2 separate regions of the Macaca mulatta genome follow, and region 2 is linked to region 1. Evidence: chromatin contacts called from public Hi-C data. All regions are on one chromosome and are shown on one strand. The core of a region is the stretch at or near the end of the contact, and the rest is flanking DNA. Distances in the headings are between cores, read along the strand shown.

Region 1 (4,725 bases), core at 864-3,363:
GGGCTTACTCATCTGTACAGTCACTAGATTATAATAGTTATAATAATTAACATGTGTAAAGGGCTTTGCGGCATATAAGCCACTACTGTGCATATGATTTTAATTTAATTTTAATCTTTATAGAAACTCCTCTCCTCTCCTCCTCGCCTCAGATGGGGGGTATCAAAACTTAGGAATGAAGTGACTTGTTAAGATCTCTCACTATGCTTTTTCCTCAAGTATATAAACATTCCTGAACCTCTCTCAAGTAAAAAATGAAATTCATTCCTTATTACACATACTGTCTAGCCAATCTTTCTTCTTTCATAACTAAGCGTTTTAGAGTAGCTGACACTCTCTGCCTCCCCTCTTTGCATTCATATTGCTAATTTTTCCTTGTCTAAGGAATGTAATGTACTACATCAGGTCACATGCTGAAAGATTGCACCTGGGGAAGGCAGTCACCCACCTACTGCAGTTTGGATCATGCATAGGTATTAAGCACAACTTGAGGAATGTCCTTGACTACTGAAGAAAGTAGGCAAACTCTGAGCAGGCACTCAGACTTAGGAAGCTTGCAGCATTCCTCTGAGGCCTAAGGAGCTTCCCATTCTATGGCTATCCTCCCTGACCTTTCCTTTCTGAAGGGAAGGAGGGAAGGAAAGAAGGAAGAGAGGGAGAGAGGAAGGGAAGAAAGGAAGAATAGTTTCAAAACAAAGTCGTCTGGCTACAAATTCTGTTCTGTTTCCTTTATTAGATCCTTTCCAATTCACTGTTGTTGTGGTTGCTAAAATAAAGCACAAATTTTTACCACTTATAGTAGAGAGGCCTTGTGAGAGACGGTTCCTCTACTCCAGAATTGTTACTCCGTCTCCTGTCACAATGCCTAAGATTCTTCCATTTAAACTTTGGTAATGATGTCAGTCTTGGAAGACTTTCTGGGTTGAGCAGATTGAAGAAGCTGAACATGATAGGAAGGGCAAGAAAGCTGCAAGGAACAGGAACTGGCCTGATGGCTTGCTTCATCTATTGCCCAAGCTCCCCACAGCCAGTTCTGGTCCCTTGTAGGACAGAAAGTCCAACACAAAGAGGTGACTAAATAACTTAATGGTCTTGGATACACAGTCAGTCCTCTGCTCTCCCAGCTGCACTAACAGTATTTCCTGTTCTGTTATCTGAAGTATGAGGTTGGCGCTCTGTGATGACACAAGCACCCACTTCCAGCCAAGCCAAGCAACCTTTCCTCCAGACTGAGTCAGTCACCTCCATTCTTTGGGTTCTGACCTTCCAGCTGCAAAAGTAGGGCCCAGATCTCACCTTCTGAAATTCTGAGGTAGTGAACCTGAACAGGTGAATTATAGAGCCACTGTGAAGCTCTAGAGTTCCAAGGAGTTCTCCACCTTACCAATGTTTAAAATCTACACTTAGTTCCTATATATTTTTCTGCACTTTTCATTCCCTTTCCTATAATTCCTTAATATCTCCTTTGATAGCAAAGGGGACAAATGTAAACAGGGTAGGCCATGGGCGAAATCATTAAGTAGGTAACATATGTCTTTGCTGCTCCATCTCCTTCCTTTCTCCTCCCTCCATTGAAGTCAGGAAATAATCTAAAAATAGTCATCATACCTTAGTGTAAATTTAAAGTTCTCTTAACTGTATCTCACAAGGGCTTTATTTTTAGTTATAAAATTTGTATAAGTTGTTTTGGCCACTACTAGAAGCAGCCTTTCAGGCAGGTAGCAAAGGCAATTTTTAGGGAACATTTTTAGGAGTCTTCATCTGGGAATCACTCCAAGCAGTGAGCTCCTCAGAAACATTCTCATGCCCCGGACCTTCGTGCTCACCACACTGAACTGTGTAGGGAGTTGGAGATAAAATGGTTTACATTCATTCATTTCGGGCACCTTCCTCCGGCCTCTACATTTCTGGTCACTTTTCTGTCATCACCCAGCTTCTTAGGTCAGTACCTGGTGATACTCATGGTGACCCAGGAAGGCTGGATCAGGGAAGTGGAGGACAGGCTGTGCTGATGGTTTATTAAAGTCTGTGGCTTCTTACTCCTCCACAAGACTCCTCATCAGAGGGTGCGGCTTGGGTCATGCTGGGCACTCAGCAGCTTTGTGGTGGGTATCGGTTTGTGCTTCCTCCCCTTTGCTTTCGATTCAATGCTTTCCTGTTGCAGTCTGAGCAGCTCTATTTAACCGCAGCCTCACAACAGCTACCACTGCATGCAAACTGGATCCATCTAGGGGCAAGTATAGGGCAATCAGAGGGTAAGGGGTTGAGAGGTAAGAAAGGAGTCTGCAAGAAGTCAGCTGGAAATGAAAAATTCCAAAGCTAGAATGTCATGATGAATAACAACCAAGAAAACATTCCAGTACCATGAAAAACAAATGTTCCAGTTTACATTCAGCTATGATTTTTGAAAACTGAACCCTAAGTTAATTAGTTCAAATACAGTCTCACTGGAAAATACCCTTGTCTGCAGTTTTCAAAGAAATACATAGGATAATATAAATCCTGGTTTTAATTCAAGAATAAAAAATTAAGTATCCAAGTTCAGTTCTGATTCAGGAATAAGATAAATGATAATTTGAGGCTAGAATTTAGTCTACAGATGTTAGAGGCCCTACAGTAGAATGCTCCGAGCAGAGGAAACAGCATCTATGAAGGCCTAGAGGCAAAAGGAAGCAGGGTGTGTCTGAAACACTGGAGGTCAGTGTTAATGGAGTTCAGACTGATGGCAGGTTACTGATCATGAGAGGCTTATGAACCGTGATAAGAAGTTCGGACCCCATCCTAAGGACAGTGAGAAGCAACTAAAGGATTTTAAACACAAGTCGTGAATTTACAGAACTGCATTTACATAAAGAACCATCTGGTTTGTGGAAAATGATCCAAGAGGAGAAACCTGGGGGCAGGAAACTAGAAAAGGGATGTGCAAAATGCCACATAGATGGTGATCACTTAGGCTAGTGGGGACAGGGAGAAGTGGGTGGATTCAAATATGTAGATTATACTGAACTTGGTTATTGACTGAATTTGGAAGGTGAGCAAAACAGTCATTAAGGATGAATCCTACATTTCTGCCTAGAAAAACTGGGTAGGTGGTGTGGCATATGTTTGGATAAGGAGCATTATTAGAGGAATAGGTTTGAGGGAGGGAGTTAGTTAATATGCTTTCAGGAATTTCCAACTGAAGAAGTTCTGGAAAGCAGTCGAATATATAAATCCAGAGTTTAGGGAAGATAGAGATTTGGAAATAATTGGCAGATAGATCCCAATAATGCCATGGAAAGGGATAATATTTCTCACAGAAAGTGTTTAGAGAGAAAAGAGGCTGATGAAGAACAGGGTTCTGAGGAACACGAGCACTTTAGGAGTAGATAAAGAGCAGCTGGCAAAGGATGTTGAAGACCCATGACTGAGATAGGGAAAAAATAATAGTGCAAAGGAAGAGTGAGTCTATCAAAGAGGATGTGATCAAAAGCATCAGATGCTACTCTGATGTGAAGTAAGATAAAGACTGATGTATTTACTGGATTTAGTAATATGGGAGGTGAGAGGGCATTAGTGTCCTGAGTGAAAGACCTTTCAATACAATGGGAGCCAATGCCAGATTAGATTGGGTTAAAAATTGTGTGAGAAGTGAAGAAATGGAAACAGCAAGAGCAGATATCTTATTCAGCAAGCTACACATACTATTCCTTTTCCCTCTACCTCTACCCGCTAAATTCCCTTTCACGCTGTCCCTATTTGGTAAATCTTGCTCACTCCAGTACAGGGCTGGAGTGAAGGAGATTTGCAAACAAACAAACAAAAATCTGAGGAATAGATATATGTTTTTCCAGAAGCAAATTTAGCCAGGGCTGAAATTCAGGAAGTGAGTGACTTATTCCATGCTCACCAGACAAGAACTTTCAGCCAATAAAGAAGGGCTACACACTCCCTGGTGCCAATGTGGGGGTGTTGGTTACGTTAAGCCAAGAATGTGATGCAATTCTCAAGAACAGGAAGAGGTTTGGCTGGAATAGAAAGAGGACTCTGACTTGGTGGTGGTGGTAGCAGAAGTGGAGTGGGAAATGGTAGTTTTTTCAAAAGAGCAAAGCTAGAGATTAACTGGCAAAAGCAGAAGGAATTGATAAACTGTAACGGAAAGCCTTCCTATTCCATCTCTGGTTGAAATAAAGCAGACGGAAAAAGTCTCACATTCAGAATTGGCTCTTCTAGCAATTATGAAAGAAATTACCCACCCGCTGGAGCTCTCTTGACAGATAGGGTGTCCCTCTAGACTTTTTCTTCAAGCAAAAATCAGCTATTTTGATTACAGATTAGAACATTTGTCTGTAAAATGGGGGATAGTAGCTATCAACTTCACAGGGCTATGGTGAGTATCAAGGGGAAAACATGTCTGTGATGGCACCTTATATGCTATTAATATGCCTAGTGTTCCATTATTGGAACGCTAAGCTTGTGGGAGTTATTTATATCCTACTGCTCAAGTCATCACCAAGGTCTGATTTTTTGACTAAAAAAAAAATAAAAATTGCAACCTCTGGCCTAAGTGAGTTAAGAACAGTTCAAATGTTAGTTGCTCTTGTCATTACAAGATAGTTCAGATTAAATAGAAAAGCACGGGGATATTTGAATAATGAAAGAATGAGAAAGATTAGATGTACATAACATTTTATCTGAATGACAAACGTATAGTCTATGATAGGAACATATTTAGACACTGCTTAG
Region 2 (4,725 bases), core at 705-3,204, 74 kb before region 1:
AGACTGTCTCATTGATTATACTCATCTCTATCCTAAAGCTACACTTAAAGCTTTCACTCAAAGAAACCGGAAAAGCAAAAACACCATCATATGCTCTTTATTAAATGTTTCAGAAACAACAGCTCTGCTTCATCATTACAAAGCCTCCTGGTCCACTTCTGAAATTCTTAGTGACCTAGACGTGTACGAAATTTGAACTTTCCAAGAAGTATCTAGTTGGTGCTGAACAACCCACTACTGTTTTCAGGTGATAAATAACCTTGTTCTCTTTTTAAACATCTGCGATTGACATGTCGACTGCCTGTTAACAATGAACAAAGACCATATTTTTCTGAAGCTCATCATCTTCCTAACCTTTTATCTGAAAAAAGATGTAGTTCACGTACTAGTTTTTTGGTGAAGGTAAAAATCTTTGTTCGGATTAGGCTCAGAAAAAGAAGGGGCTCCTTACTGTTCAACAAAAATGCACAAAACACCATCCCACTGGAGCATCAATCTCAGAAAGAGTAAAACACAGCCTCGGCCCTGAAAGGACTTTATGAACACCTTTAGAGTGTCATCCGTTTAATATACATTATTTTAATTAATCCTATTAGCTGGATAATTTCATCCCTATTTTATTGGTGAGTTCATACAGCAGAGCTAGATTTGAATCCAGGATTACAAAGCAGGGCTCCAAAGCCCAAGTTACTTCCACTATAGAGTCTGAAGAAATGAAGAATCTAAAAGTGTGGGTGGGATGGGGAAGACACGATTTGATTCCCTTTCCTTGGTCCAACCGTGTTAGAAACATCCAACCATAAAGAAGCTTTCTAAGGAAGCCCTTTGAATTAACGTATCCACTTTTCCTCACCCGCCCGTGCCCCACCCCCAGCCATGCCAAAGGAGCAGCAAATGCTGCTGCCAGGTTGGAGGAATTGGTGATCGTCACACCACATTCCTGCGTCTGGACACAGCCTGAAAGAGCAGCAGAGCTCCGCGCCTCGGAAAGAATAACAGCAGTTGAGATTTTTAAATCATGTGCCTCAGCATGCAGCCACACCAGTTGCCCTACTTCTCCTGCCTCCACCTTTCAAAGACACGAGCAGTACACCCGGCTCCTCCGGACTTTCGGTGGGATCGGAGTGTCAAAACTCAGGCGCGCCGCAAAACCCAGTCCCCATCCAAACCAAGCCCACACACCCGGCCCGTGTGCCGCCCCCCGGCAAAGCCGAGGCTGGCTGCGAAGGTGCAGGCCGTTTGGCTTGGCGGCCCTGCCCCCGCTCTCCACGCCAGAATCTGGCATTCCTTCGCTCAGCCCCTCCGAGGCCCGCCGTCGGCTCTCGCTCGACCCCAGGAAACGCGGAACCTGAAGGGCAAAACTGCCCACCTCTCCGCACCCTGACACTAGGAAAAGGGAGTTTCTGAGACTTGCTGCCGGCCTCCCTCCGGCCGAGGAGGCGTGTGAGGGGTCCCGGGCCGCGGGGAGCAGAGGCGGCGGGGAACCCCGGGGGTTGGCGGGGGCGCCACGGGAGGGGCCCCCGGCGATGTCCAAACTTTCGGGAACCCAGCGAGTGGCCTCGCTCCGCGCCGACGGCCGAGCCTGGCCTTCCCACAGAGAGGAGGACCGAGGGGGAGAAGGGTCGCCCTAGGTGGCGGCCCCGGGCGCCGCGGACAGCGCCCCTCAGCCCGATACTCACCACGCGCGGGGGCCGCGCGGCACAACCAGAGCGCCAGCAGCGCCCACAGCAGAGCGGGGCGCAGGGCGGGCATCTTCTCGGTCGCCTCCTCCTCCGCCGCCGCCGCCTGGGCAGATCCACATGGGGAGGGGGTCCCAACAGAGGAGCCCCACTCTCTCCTCCCCACCTCCTGCTTCAAAGGCTCAGGCCCTGGCGCTACGCTCCGAAGTCCCGGCGCAAATGCCTCGACTCCCCGCGCCCCGAGTCCGCCTCTCCTCCGCCGCCGCCTCAGCCGCCGCCCGAAGTTTGGCTGAAACTTTCTCGGGTGTGCAGCGAAGCAGCCTCGTGTGTCCTTCCGCCTCAGCCGCCTCCTCCCACCGCAAGCCCCGCCCCACTGTCGCCGCGGCCTCGGCCCCGCCGCCTTGGGCACCCAGGGGTTTCCCGCAGGAAGAAGCGCCGGCCCGAGCTCCGCGCGGAGGGATCTACTACGAGTCATCGGTGCCGGCCGCATCCTTCTCCAGCCGCCCCGGGGGCCGCAGCGCCTTCACTCGATCAGGGCTGCAGCGCCTCGCTGGCCGGGCCCGTGCCGAAGGGGCGTTGGGGCGGAGGGGAGTGGGGTAGGGCTCTGAACTTCAAGCACTAGAGTTTGCCGGGATCGTGAACTTGCAGGGAGAGGCGGCCCTCATCCAGTGAGGTCTGTATCGCCCCCTACACCCACACATTCACACACTGCTTTGCTAGCTAGAGGAATGCGCTGGAGTAGGACCAGTGCTGTCAAAGAAGAAAAGGGGGCCAAGGCGCCAAAGTCCATTAAAAAGGAATAGAGCCATCATGGAGTGGTGCTGCCCCATTCATTCATTCATTTGTTCATCCGTGTAGCAAGTATTTCTTAATTGCCTTACTTTGCGTAGCTGTGTGTTTGGCAGTGGAATGATACCAAAGATGCACAAGCAACTTTGAGGACCAAGACTTTGCCGCTGTGGGCTGGGGGATTCAGGGAAGGCTTTCACATAGGAGCTGGGATGAAAGCAGGATCTTGAAAGGTCAGTAAAATTTGTATAAGACGAGACCAGCTAAGCTAAGGATATTCATTGTAACACTGTAATAGCAAAACCTTGAAAACAACATAAATATCCACCCTCAGAGGAATGGATGAATGATGTAAGGTACATTTATAAAATGAAATGCAACACACTAACTGAAAAGACTATATTTATGTCAATAGGGGTAAAGCTTAAAAACTAGATGATAGTGACAAAACTAATCGCAGAGGGAGACAAAGTATACCATTTATGCATATTGTTTTCAAAACAATACTACACATTATCTGTGGATGCATGTATATAGATATAGATATTAAGAGACTATAACCAGAATAGTAGTTACTTGCAGGGCAGGAGAGTAGGGTGTGTGATCAAGCCTGGGTACAAATGGGCTACTAAGAAAAGAGCTAAAAGTAAGAACAACAGCAATAGTTGTATGGACATATCATTCCAGGAAAGAGCCCTCATGAAAGCAAAGGTACAGTCAAAAGAGTAAGTAAACGAGTTCTGGCTCTGTTAGCAGTGAGAGGAGTCAAGGAGGGAAAGGGGATTGGAACCAAATTATGCAGCCTTGAATGGCAAGCTGAAAGGGTGGGGAGGCAGCTACCTCTTAGGTCACAGAAAACTATTGAAAGTTTTTAAACAGAGTTGAGACTGATGGAAAGGAAGATTGCTCTGATAATCCTGTACAAAATTGATTGTTGGGAGCAAGAGGTGAACTGGAGCCCCAGGACCAGTCAAGAGTTAGTGAAACAGTCCAGGCACAAATTTAAGAAGACCTGAACTAATGAGGTAGATTTCAGAAGGAATGGATCTGAGACAATGTTAAAGAAAAAGAAAAAAAAAAGTGGGGATGTGACTAATTGGATGTGGGAGTTTACAATCCTGTTGGGATGGGAAATCCTACCCTGACTCCTATAGGGTAAAATTCAAACTTCTAAAAATGGTACATACAAGGCCTTTTCGTCATTGGGCCCCATCTCCTGTCCTCCCTGCCCCTGTTGTGAACTTCACACAATAACAGTATTGACTAACTTGAGATTCCCCCAAACATATCTTGCTGTTGCTGTCCCAGTACCTTCTGTTCCTTTGGCTTCGAATGACTCCTGTAGTCCCCTTCCCTCCTCCTCATAATGAACTTCGAATCATAATTCATCCTTCAGTCCAAAGAAGGCTTTGCCGACATCGCAATAAATTCCTACTCCTAACAGACAGTCCCTCCACTGTCTTCCACTGCCACTTCTTTATCTTACACCGATATTTATTTTTCACACAGGACACTTTGTATTTCTGTGTTCTCAACTACATTTTGAGGTCCTCATGGGCAAGGACCACAGCCTATTCATCCCCAGTGTCTATCACATAATAGATGTTGAACTAGAATGTAAAACAACACTAAGCAAGTGCAAATCAGTATGGGCATAGACCTATGAAGTTCCAAAACTGTATGTTAGCAGGCACTTACGGTAAGCAAGTACTGTTAGTGAAAGTGGTCACATTGGAATACTAGAAACTCTTTTCAAAAATAGCGTAGTCAAAACATTTTTGGAATTTCTGTTGTGCAAATATGTTCAGAGAAAGATAACACTATTTTTCAGTTGTTTACCCACAGTGTTACCAGTTTGATCTTCCTCTTTACTCACTAAAGATAATTCATAGTGACTTGGCTGCATACAAATTTTAAAAATCACTTGCAAAGATAAGTTTTGTCACTATTAAAATATATTCAGAAGAATATAAGATAGTTATCCCCAAAGAGCAACTCTAGAAGTGACTGTAGCTATGACAACATTATTAAAATAAATGTGCAGGCCAGGTGTGGTGGCTCATGTCGTAATGCCAGCACTTTGGCAGGCAGATACCTGAAGTCAGGAGTTCGAGACCAGCGTGGCCAACATGGTGAAACCCCATCTCTACTAAAAATACAAAAAAATGAGCCGGGCATGGTGGTGGGCACCTGTAATCCCAACTACTCGGGAGACTGAGGCAGGAGAATTGCTTGAACCCAGGAGGCAGAGGTTGCA

What was found. A called contact is a pair of places that touch in the nucleus more often than the background predicts.
Region 2: a Hi-C map of blood shows a contact between it and region 1, with 2.7 times the contacts expected there. The contact joins the promoter of NOTCH2 here to the enhancer-like site in region 1. A contact is called at or near these places in 5 of 14 Hi-C or Micro-C datasets (CD4 T cells, blood, cortical neurons and 2 more).

The regions. Positions count from the first base shown.
Region 1 is chr1:120,143,324-120,148,048 of T2T-MMU8v2.0, reverse strand. No RefSeq gene overlaps it. Among named protein-coding and RNA genes, the nearest start is that of SEC22B, 32 kb to the right of the region's middle. Within about 2 kb of position 2,113, at least 16 of the 40 cell types and tissues checked have an H3K27ac peak or open chromatin away from gene starts, as enhancers often do. A contact at or near this core is called in CD4 T cells and blood, where this site is marked.
Region 2 is chr1:120,216,955-120,221,679 of T2T-MMU8v2.0, reverse strand. It overlaps NOTCH2 (notch receptor 2), which reads right to left and starts at 1,954. Exons shown (of 34, transcript NM_001260662.1): 1 at 1,680-1,954. The coding sequence starts at 1,752. It overlaps LOC144331827 (a long non-coding RNA gene), which reads left to right and starts at 2,183. Exons shown (of 3, transcript XR_013399354.1): 1 at 2,183-2,352.